Linked DNA regions of Mus musculus: region 2 is linked to region 1. A link is a contact called in public Hi-C data. All regions are on one chromosome and are shown on one strand. Each heading gives the region's core, a stretch centred on a gene start, on an enhancer-like site or on the middle of the called end of the contact. The rest is flanking DNA. Distances are from core to core; before and after follow the strand shown. Region 1 has its middle 24 kb from the start of Rptn. Region 2 has its middle 5.0 kb from the start of S100a10.

The links. Hi-C and Micro-C count contacts between places; a contact is called where the count stands out from the background.
Region 2: a Hi-C map of the MNK3 cell line shows a contact between it and region 1, with 4 times the contacts expected there. The contact joins two enhancer-like sites. A contact is called at or near these places in 4 of 39 promoter capture datasets (embryonic stem cells, neural stem cells, neutrophils and 1 more), 8 of 484 Hi-C or Micro-C datasets (B cells, CD8 T cells, the MNK3 cell line and 5 more) and 2 of 115 datasets of contacts at active chromatin or transcription factors (embryonic stem cells and large pre-B cells).

What each region holds. Positions count from the first base shown.
Region 1 is chr3:93,367,875-93,372,130 of GRCm38.p6, forward strand. No RefSeq gene overlaps it. Among named protein-coding and RNA genes, the nearest start is that of Rptn, 24 kb to the right of the region's middle. Within about 2 kb of position 1,902, at least 11 of the 459 cell types and tissues checked have an H3K27ac peak or open chromatin away from gene starts, as enhancers often do. A contact at or near this core is called in the MNK3 cell line, where this site is marked.
Region 2 is chr3:93,547,969-93,552,224 of GRCm38.p6, forward strand. No RefSeq gene overlaps it. Among named protein-coding and RNA genes, the nearest start is that of S100a10, 5.0 kb to the right of the region's middle. Within about 2 kb of position 2,238, at least 73 of the 459 cell types and tissues checked have an H3K27ac peak or open chromatin away from gene starts, as enhancers often do. A contact at or near this core is called in the MNK3 cell line, where this site is marked.

The DNA.
Region 1 (4,256 bases), core at 652-3,151:
CTAAGCTCTCTCAGTCCCTGCTCACAAGCTCCCTTTTCCCCAGTCCCATTTAACCCTGAAAATCTTTCCCCAGTCTTGACAGTTTGGGATAAGCTTTTCCTTTTTCACTCAGGGAGCAGCTATTTGGGTTTCTTTACTGTGCCCATTTTCATTCCCTGACCTTCTGATCTTTCATGTACACTTGAGAGTTTTTCTCCTACAGGTCTACAGTTTAGGAAGTGGTTAGAAGCACCTGAAAGGCTGTGTTTTATCCCTGCTTAAAAGATATATTTGAAGCAGTCTTTTTTTCTTATTTACAAAATAATCAATTTTAAATCTCATTTGTAAAGCCCAGCCAACTCTATTTTTGAGAAGAAAATCCATTTTGTGTGAGGCCTAACTAAGGGCTAAACTCCAATTTCAGAAAGAAAACCACAAAGTCCACTTGAGCAAACATCCTATGGCTACCCCCACCCCACCCCACCCCCCTTAGCAACAACAGCCAGTCAGGCTACAACAGCAGGATCAAGGTACATACAGATAATCCAAGACACCCTGCAGAAAATAGATACCCTAGCCATCCTGTTTGACAGGTAGTTCTGCCCCCGTGTTTGGTTCATGAAGATTATGCCAGAAATTCAGTTTATAAAATATTAACTTGCTGACCCATATGGAAAGTCCCCAAGCTTTCTGTAACCACAATAAATACCCACACCCCTAGACTTGAGGCTCTCACTTCTGACCCACTGAGATGGGGACCTGGGGGAAGGGGGGAGTCCTTGCTCACAAGCTCATAATAAAGACCCTTGTGAGTTTGCATTAGAATTGGATCCTCTATGGTTTTGGGGTCCCCGCGACGTGAACATAACAATTTATTTAGTTTTTTGTTTTTGTCTACTAGTACCTGACTGTGAAAAGTTTATAACCACATTTACAGTTTTAGTTTTTTAGTGTTTGTTTGTTTGTTGTTTGTTTTGAGACAGGGTTTCTCTGGAATTTGTTCTGTAAACCAAACTGGACTCAAACTCACAGAGATCCACCTGCTTCTGTCTCCCAGTCCTGGGGCTAAAAGTATGTGCCATCACTCCCAGCAGTCACTTCCCTCTTCTCAAAACCTCAAGGTAACGTGTTTTTACATGATAATTTCCAAACCTACAGATTGGTCCACGTTGGTTTTCACACCAGGGTGCTTAGTTCGAGGTGCTTCCTGTAGGAAGTGCTGTAAGCTCATCAACTGAGGTAGAAACAAAAAATAATTTTATAGTTGGTGGTCATCACAACATGAGGAACTGTACTAAAGGGTAGCAGTGTAAGGAAGGTTGAGAACCACTGCAACCAGACAGAGGGGCAGCCAAGCCTCTCCATATGGTTAACTCAAAAAAGAACTGCTGGGTATGGGGTGTCTTGTGTTCTCTTTCAGGGTTTTTGTGTTTGTTATTTTTTGGCTTAAATCTCCATCTCTTTGAGCCTAGCTCCCAGGTACCTGGAGCAGCAGTAAACATCAAGGGCACCCTTTTACTCCTGGACCCACCATAGAGATGGAGGGAGAGTAAAACTCTACTAAATTTGGATAACTAATGTCATTCAGCTTTCTCACTCCAATCTGCTCCATGCTATAGAAGATCAGAACCTTGCCACTGGCACAAGGTCTGTCACACAGGACACACCTTGCTCATCAAGACCCTTTACAGTGCCCTTGAGCTATTTCTGACCTTGAGGTGAGTTACCCTGGCCCCAGGGCAGTTGGCTGCCTCATAACTCCACTTCAGATTTTTTGCAATGAATGGAATGGTCAGTGAACAGTAATAACAACAACAATGATGAAGTTAACAAGAACAGCAACACAAGTAGATACTTGGTAGCTCCTTGTCTTTCTATGAGCCAAGGGAAGGAGTCTAGATCTTGATAAAGCAGTATCTCACTGTGACTGTCAGGTGCTCTGAGCCCAGAGCCTCCATTACATCACTGGTAGCAGGCGGAGCCATACAAACCTCTACAACTCACAAATCCAGAGTCAATACCAGAGCTCTGTGGCACAGCCAGAAAGACAACTGCGCCACCCTTGATCTACTCTGGCATTCCAGGGAAGATATGACCGGGGACTGTAGCCTGTCCTGAGGGATAACTCTTGAATTCAATTTTGGAAACAATTAAATAAAATATAAGGTCTGTTTAGACATTCCCCAGAACCAACTGTACCTAAGGAATTGAGCCCTTCCTAAGACCTCTCTCTCTCTCTCTCTCTCTCTCTCTCTCTCCCTCTCTCTCTCTCTCTCTTCCTTTCTTCCTCTTTTTGAGTCTGACTACTGTCCACCCAATCTGAAAGTACCTGAAATTCTTCTTGGAATGAATGGTCCAAAAGGACTGTGTGGGCCCAGGACTTACCACCCCAAATCCACTCCAGGGCCTATGAGTCTCTGTGTCTGTCTCCCTAGGGGCAGGCACCAGCCTTCTTCAAGGCTTTAGCAGGAGAGAAGCCCTCCCCACCCACCCACCCACCCCCACCGTTCCATGCTTCTTTATATAAGTACCCCAGCTTATAATTATGTGTGTATGGATGTGTAAGATGATTTTACTATTACATTGATCTTGCCCAACTGTCTGAGACTGAATCTGATCTTGCAGGCATTGAACAAACCATGTATAGATTTACATACAAAAGAACGTGAACAAATGAGTTCCAGTCACTTCTGAGTGCCATGTTTTATGAGAGGAGTGAAACTACAAAACGTCTGGAGATAGCGCCACGACTGTGAATATTCTGGAGACTCCACCAAATGAGAAAAAGTTAAAAGAACAGAAGCCAGAGACAAAAATGAACACGTAAGAGAGGGCTTTGTTGATAGTTTTCTGAAGCCACATATAAGGAAGATTTTTTTTTTAATTTTCCAATCCTTTCTTTTGTCTTTTGATTAATTATTTTGGAATCTCACATCATGAACCCCATCATGCTCACCTCCCAGTCCTCCCATGTTCACCCCTTCCCCAAGAGTCCCGCCCCCCCCAAAAAAAAGAAAGGAGGGGAAAAGTCCATTTTTATGTTGTCCATGTACTCATTGGAGCATGGTCACTTAGAGTGTCGAGCCCCTTCAAGGGAAGATGAGTTATTCTCTACCTGTACCCTAAAGAGAGCCTTGCCTAGGGAGGGGCAGGTCCAACTCAGCACAGCCCACGAACACTTCAGTGGTAACACAAGCACAGACATCAACATATCTCCTAGCTGCATCAGGACCATTGACCCACATGGTCCTCAGCTGCTTCATGGACCAGGGGCTTCAACACGGCCTCAGGTGGCTACACATGCCATCACTCACATCCAGAGGGCCTACCAAGGCAGCAAAGTCAAGGCATGAGTCAGCGGCACAGACTCAGGCTTCATCTTGGCCTGGACCAGCAGCATGGATCACAGACACCATCAACATGGCATTGGGTGGCATCACAGTCAAAAGATCACAAAGGAGGCAAGAGAATGACAAAAATACCTCTGGCCTAGAGAAAAGACTGAGTCAAACCTTAACCATGCTTGACTCCTGCCCAGAGCCCTACCACCCTTGGGATTGAGGAGACTGCCTTTGTTGTTCTCTTGACTTCTTGTCTCAGACAGCTTTTGAACACATCACCTTTCACAACCATTTCAGGCACACAGCTCATCTCTACCTCCTCCCTCCCTATTCCTGCATCAGAGAGAGAGAGATGGCTCCCCAAAAGGAAAAACCAGCCTGACCAATTCAGATGTCTAACCCCTTAAGCCTCTTGATTGCCCATGAAGGGCTTCATAATTATACTGCATCGAACTGACTCAGAGCAAATTAAACCGATTTCCACAGTGATGGATGTCCTCTCTTCGTTGATGACGTAACACTGCAAAAGGAATCAGCTAAAATGCAGGATTAAGGGTTTAACTGAGATTCATCAAGAGCCTATTTCCAGACCACCACCACCCAAAAAAAAAAAATTGTATTAAAAATTCCATCTCATGTTTAGTGTCTGTTTCCCATCTGTCTTTCTGCTTCTTGATCTGCTATAGATTAAATCAGAAGTGAACAAACTTTTTCTGTAAAGACCAAGCTGACAACTATCCTAGGTATTTGTGATTCAGGAATAATACATGGGCACTCAAATTCAACAAGACAGAAATCTTCACAATTTTCGGCAAAATCTAAAACATAATAATAAACAGGTGAAAATTATAACACAAATCTGGCAATAATAAAAACAAAATTCTTGAAGAGTTAACACTTGATTGCAGTGGAACTCAAAGTTACTTCTGTCAGTCA
Region 2 (4,256 bases), core at 988-3,487, 180 kb after region 1:
CGAAGCACCAAGCACTGAGATTTGGACAAAACTGGAAACGGCTCAGTTGTTATTCTTCCCGAGGACCTGCCACGGGGTCGCTCACACCCCTCTGTAACTTCAATCCCAGGGGTCCAAAGCCCTTTTCTGGCCTCTGTGCACGTAGTATACATGCAGCCAAACACCTGTATAGATTTAAAATTTTTTTAAGTTTTTAAAGAGAATGATAATATTCAGAAAAATATTTTTAAACAGCCAAAAGATTTAAAAAGATTTCTCAAAAGACTTTAAATAGGCCAACTCCTCCTTCAGGATGGCGGCAGGACATAAATCACCTGATCCCTATCATGACCCCTTCATAATCCGCGTCATCACCAAACTCCTCCAGGGTAGGAATTTGAAATTCAAGTCACAGGTGAAGAAAAAGACGCAGCAGAGACTCGCCCATGGCACGACGCCATCACACCACAGGGATGGGTTCCACACAGCTCTGCCTGGCCATCTCCTCTGCTCCACCGGCTAGTAAAACTCCTATCTAACTTGAGCCGAGTACTTATTAAGTTCTGCGAACTCTGCTAAGTATTCACATGTATTTTCTTATTTATATTCATAAAGTCCCTAGGAGGTAGGTGTCTGCTATGGGAGGCTGGGTAACATATTCAAGATCTCACAGATAATAAACAACAGAGAAAATATGATTCACTCCCAAGTGAATCTGAAGAGCCTGCCCTAGTTGGTAGCTGGTTATTTTGTTACTTTTGTTTTTCCATTGCCAGCAAGATATTTTAACAGCTCCCTGTAAACACTGCCCTTCTAGGCTCATCTCAAGTCACCTCCCACCACAGTGGTGGTTTTCAGTTCTGCTATCAGACTAACGTTACCCTCACCTCGATTCCCTCCCTTCCCCCCCCCCCCGCCCCGCCCCCCGCCGCCCTGCCCACAACCCTAGGTCCTCTTCCTCCCTTAAATCTGGGTTTCAATATCCCCAACTCAGGGCAACCTTCTCTGACTGTTTATCTAAAACAGGTCCCCTCTAGTCTCCTCATAGAATCTTATTTTTTCCATTATGGAACTCATTGCAACTCACAAATTTAAGTTTTCATCTTAATTTTCATTTCACTTCTCTTTTTCACTAGAAGAGGCTCATGTCTTAGTTGGGGTCAGTATTACTGTGCTAAAACAAAATCAGTTTGGGGAGGAAGGAGTTTATTTGCCTTTTGCATCCACACCATCATTTACCACTGAAGGACATCAGGGCAGGAGCCTGAGTCAGGAGCTGATGCAGTGGCCATGGAAGAGCACAGCTTGCTGGCTTGGTCTCCATGGCTTGCTCAGCCTACTTTCTTATAGCACTAAGGACCATCAGCCCAGGGAGGGCGCCATCCACATTAACCATCCCCCAACAATCACTGATTGAGAAAATTCCCTCTAGACTTGTCCACAGCCTGATTTTTATGGAGACATTCATTGTCTTAGTTGACATTCTCTCCTCTCAGAAGGCACTGGTTGGCGTCAAGTTGACATAAAATTATCTAACACAGCTCTGGGTCAGAGATTTTCTGTCTTGGTCACTTGCAGGAGCCAAATCACTGTGGGAATTGATAAATTGCTCAGTAAATATTTGATAGAGTATAATCATTTGAATTTGCATCTTTTCTAGAGATGGAAGTGGTGATTTCCAACCTTGAACTAAAAGGACTTTTGCAGGACTGGCAGTAGGGCTCAGGAGTTAATAGAAATTGTTGCTCTTTGAGAGAACAGCAGTTCACTTGCCAGCATGCACATCAAGTAACTTCAAGTCCAGGGGATCCAACAACCTCTTCTGGTCTGGGCAGAGACCTGCACTCATATGACATACATATGGCACATATACATACAAGTTAAAAATAAATATTTTTTAAATGGGGGGAAATTCTGTAGGAAAAACAAAAGCAATAAAACACTAGTCGTTCAGTTGCTGCCACTTTAAGACGGAGATAAGTCAGCCTTGTCTGAATGAAGCCTCCACTCACTTTTGGTAGTGGCCAACAGCCCAACCTGGTTCTTCTAAAGCTACTTCTCGTGCAAAGTAGATGACACAGAAGAGGTGGTACCTGCAGAAACTGAGCAAGACAACTTCATGCTCATTAGATGGCTCAGTTTTTTTCCTGCATGAATACATCCGCCCCCATTTTACCCACAATGAAACAGCTGACTGGCTGTGTGTGTGTGTGTGTGGGGGGGTGTACCTAGATAGAGCCTTAGGGCTAAGAAGGAGAGCGGCTCACTTCCTGTTTATATTCTTCAGTGGCTTCTTATCTTAGACCCAAGCTCACACTTCCTAAACAGAGGCCAACAAAGGCACCAGTGTCAGGACTGTGAGCTTTAAGGTCTTTGCGTTTTCCCTGTACCACTGAGGACACTCCTGAGTCCATACCAACACCTGACTTTTCCTCCTATCTACACCACCATCCCAAAGTTCCTGATCGCTACTGGTGCTCTAAGATTCACAGAAAAGATACGTTCCTTGTAGGAATCCATATAAAGCAAGCATGTGAGCAAAGATGTTTGCTGGTCCTTTTGGGCTGGAGAAGTGGCTCAGTGGTTAAGAGCACCAACTGTTCTTCCAAAGGGTCCTGAGTTCGAATCCCAACAACCACATGGTGGCTCACAACCATCCGTAATGAGATCTGACACCCTCTTCTGGTGCATCTGAAGACAGCTACCGTGTACTTACATATAATAATAAATAAATCTTTTAAAAATTGTTCCTTTTACATATTATGTGATTTGAATCAGCGCTCGATATATGGTACAGTTTCACCCATAGCCAGGATTCATGGGTCCAGGAATCAAGGGGTGGAAAAGGGAATAGTTCCACTTATTATCACTCCTAGTGACCCTCTAGGAAAATTTTTGCTTCCTGTCCCCATAACTCTAGGTTCTGCTGGCCTAGAAGTTTTGGCTCCAGAGAGGGGAGTGCTCCTACCAGGAGCTACAACAAACATTCCATTGAACTGGAAGCTCAGACTTCCCCCTGGTCATTTTGGGCTTCTACTGCCCTTAAACCAACAGGCTAAAAAAGGAATAACAGTGTTAGGAGGGGTGATAGATCCAGGTTACCATAGGGAAATTGGATTACCTCTTCACAATGGTGGTAAGCAAGATTATTTCTGGAGTGTAGGAGATCCCTTAGGGCGTCTCATAGTACTACCATGTCCTGTGATTAAAGTCAATGGGAAACTACAACAGCCTAATCCAAGCAGGATGACAAAGGACGCAGACCCATCAGGAATGAAGGTATGGGTCAATCCTCCAGGAAAAGAGCCAAGACCTGCTGAGGTGCTGGCTGAAGGTGAAGGAAATACAGAATGGGTAGTAGAGGAAGGTAGTTATAAATACCAATTAAGGCCACGTAACCAGTTGCAGAAATGAGGATTATATAATATTATTATATATTAATTATATTATATAATATTATTATATAATATTGTATTATATAATAATATTATAGTTAGAAACAACTTTAATATTCAGCTCTCACTATTTTGGGTACACTAGTATAGTCATATCTATTTAAATCAGTTTTTCTTCTTTTCCTTTCTGTTTTGCCAGAACAAAACAAAACAAAACAAAACAAAACAAAACAAAACAAAACAAAACAAAAGGCTTGACCAGATCAGTGTAACTGAAGAGCACTGAACCTGCAGGATTGACTGCTATGACTCCTCCAAGGGCATTGAAATTGATGAATAAAGTTTCTTCAGCTATGATTTATGCTTACCTAGTATCTGGTAGATGACAGAATGTTAGACTAGGCTGTACAGGTTTCTTCATGGTACAGGGCACAAAGATACGACACACAAAGAAAATACTGTAACTTCCAGGAGCTATGAATACTTCACCCTATCAGTATCTAGGACAGATTGGTCAATGACCCTGTGCTGCCCAAAATACTAGCACTCAAAAGAATGTTACTCCATTTACTCGGGTTATGTTGTAGCAAAAGACCCTAATTCTTGGGGCTTTTTTTTATCCCCCTCCTCAGCCCAACTTGCCCAGCGATGGGTTCTTGGTCAACAAGCAATTTTCTTCCTTGTATTGATTTGGGGATCGAGGCTCTTCCCAGCTGTGGTTCTTCTACCCCAAGAGCCTTGGAGTCTTGGCAGACATAAAGAAGAAACATAGAGAAGTCACCTTTGCTGCCTGAATATGGAAATGACTCACCTGACTTGTAATCTCATTCCAGGGATGACTAGTCACATAGTCCCAGCCAGATGCAAGAGGTGCTAGGAAAT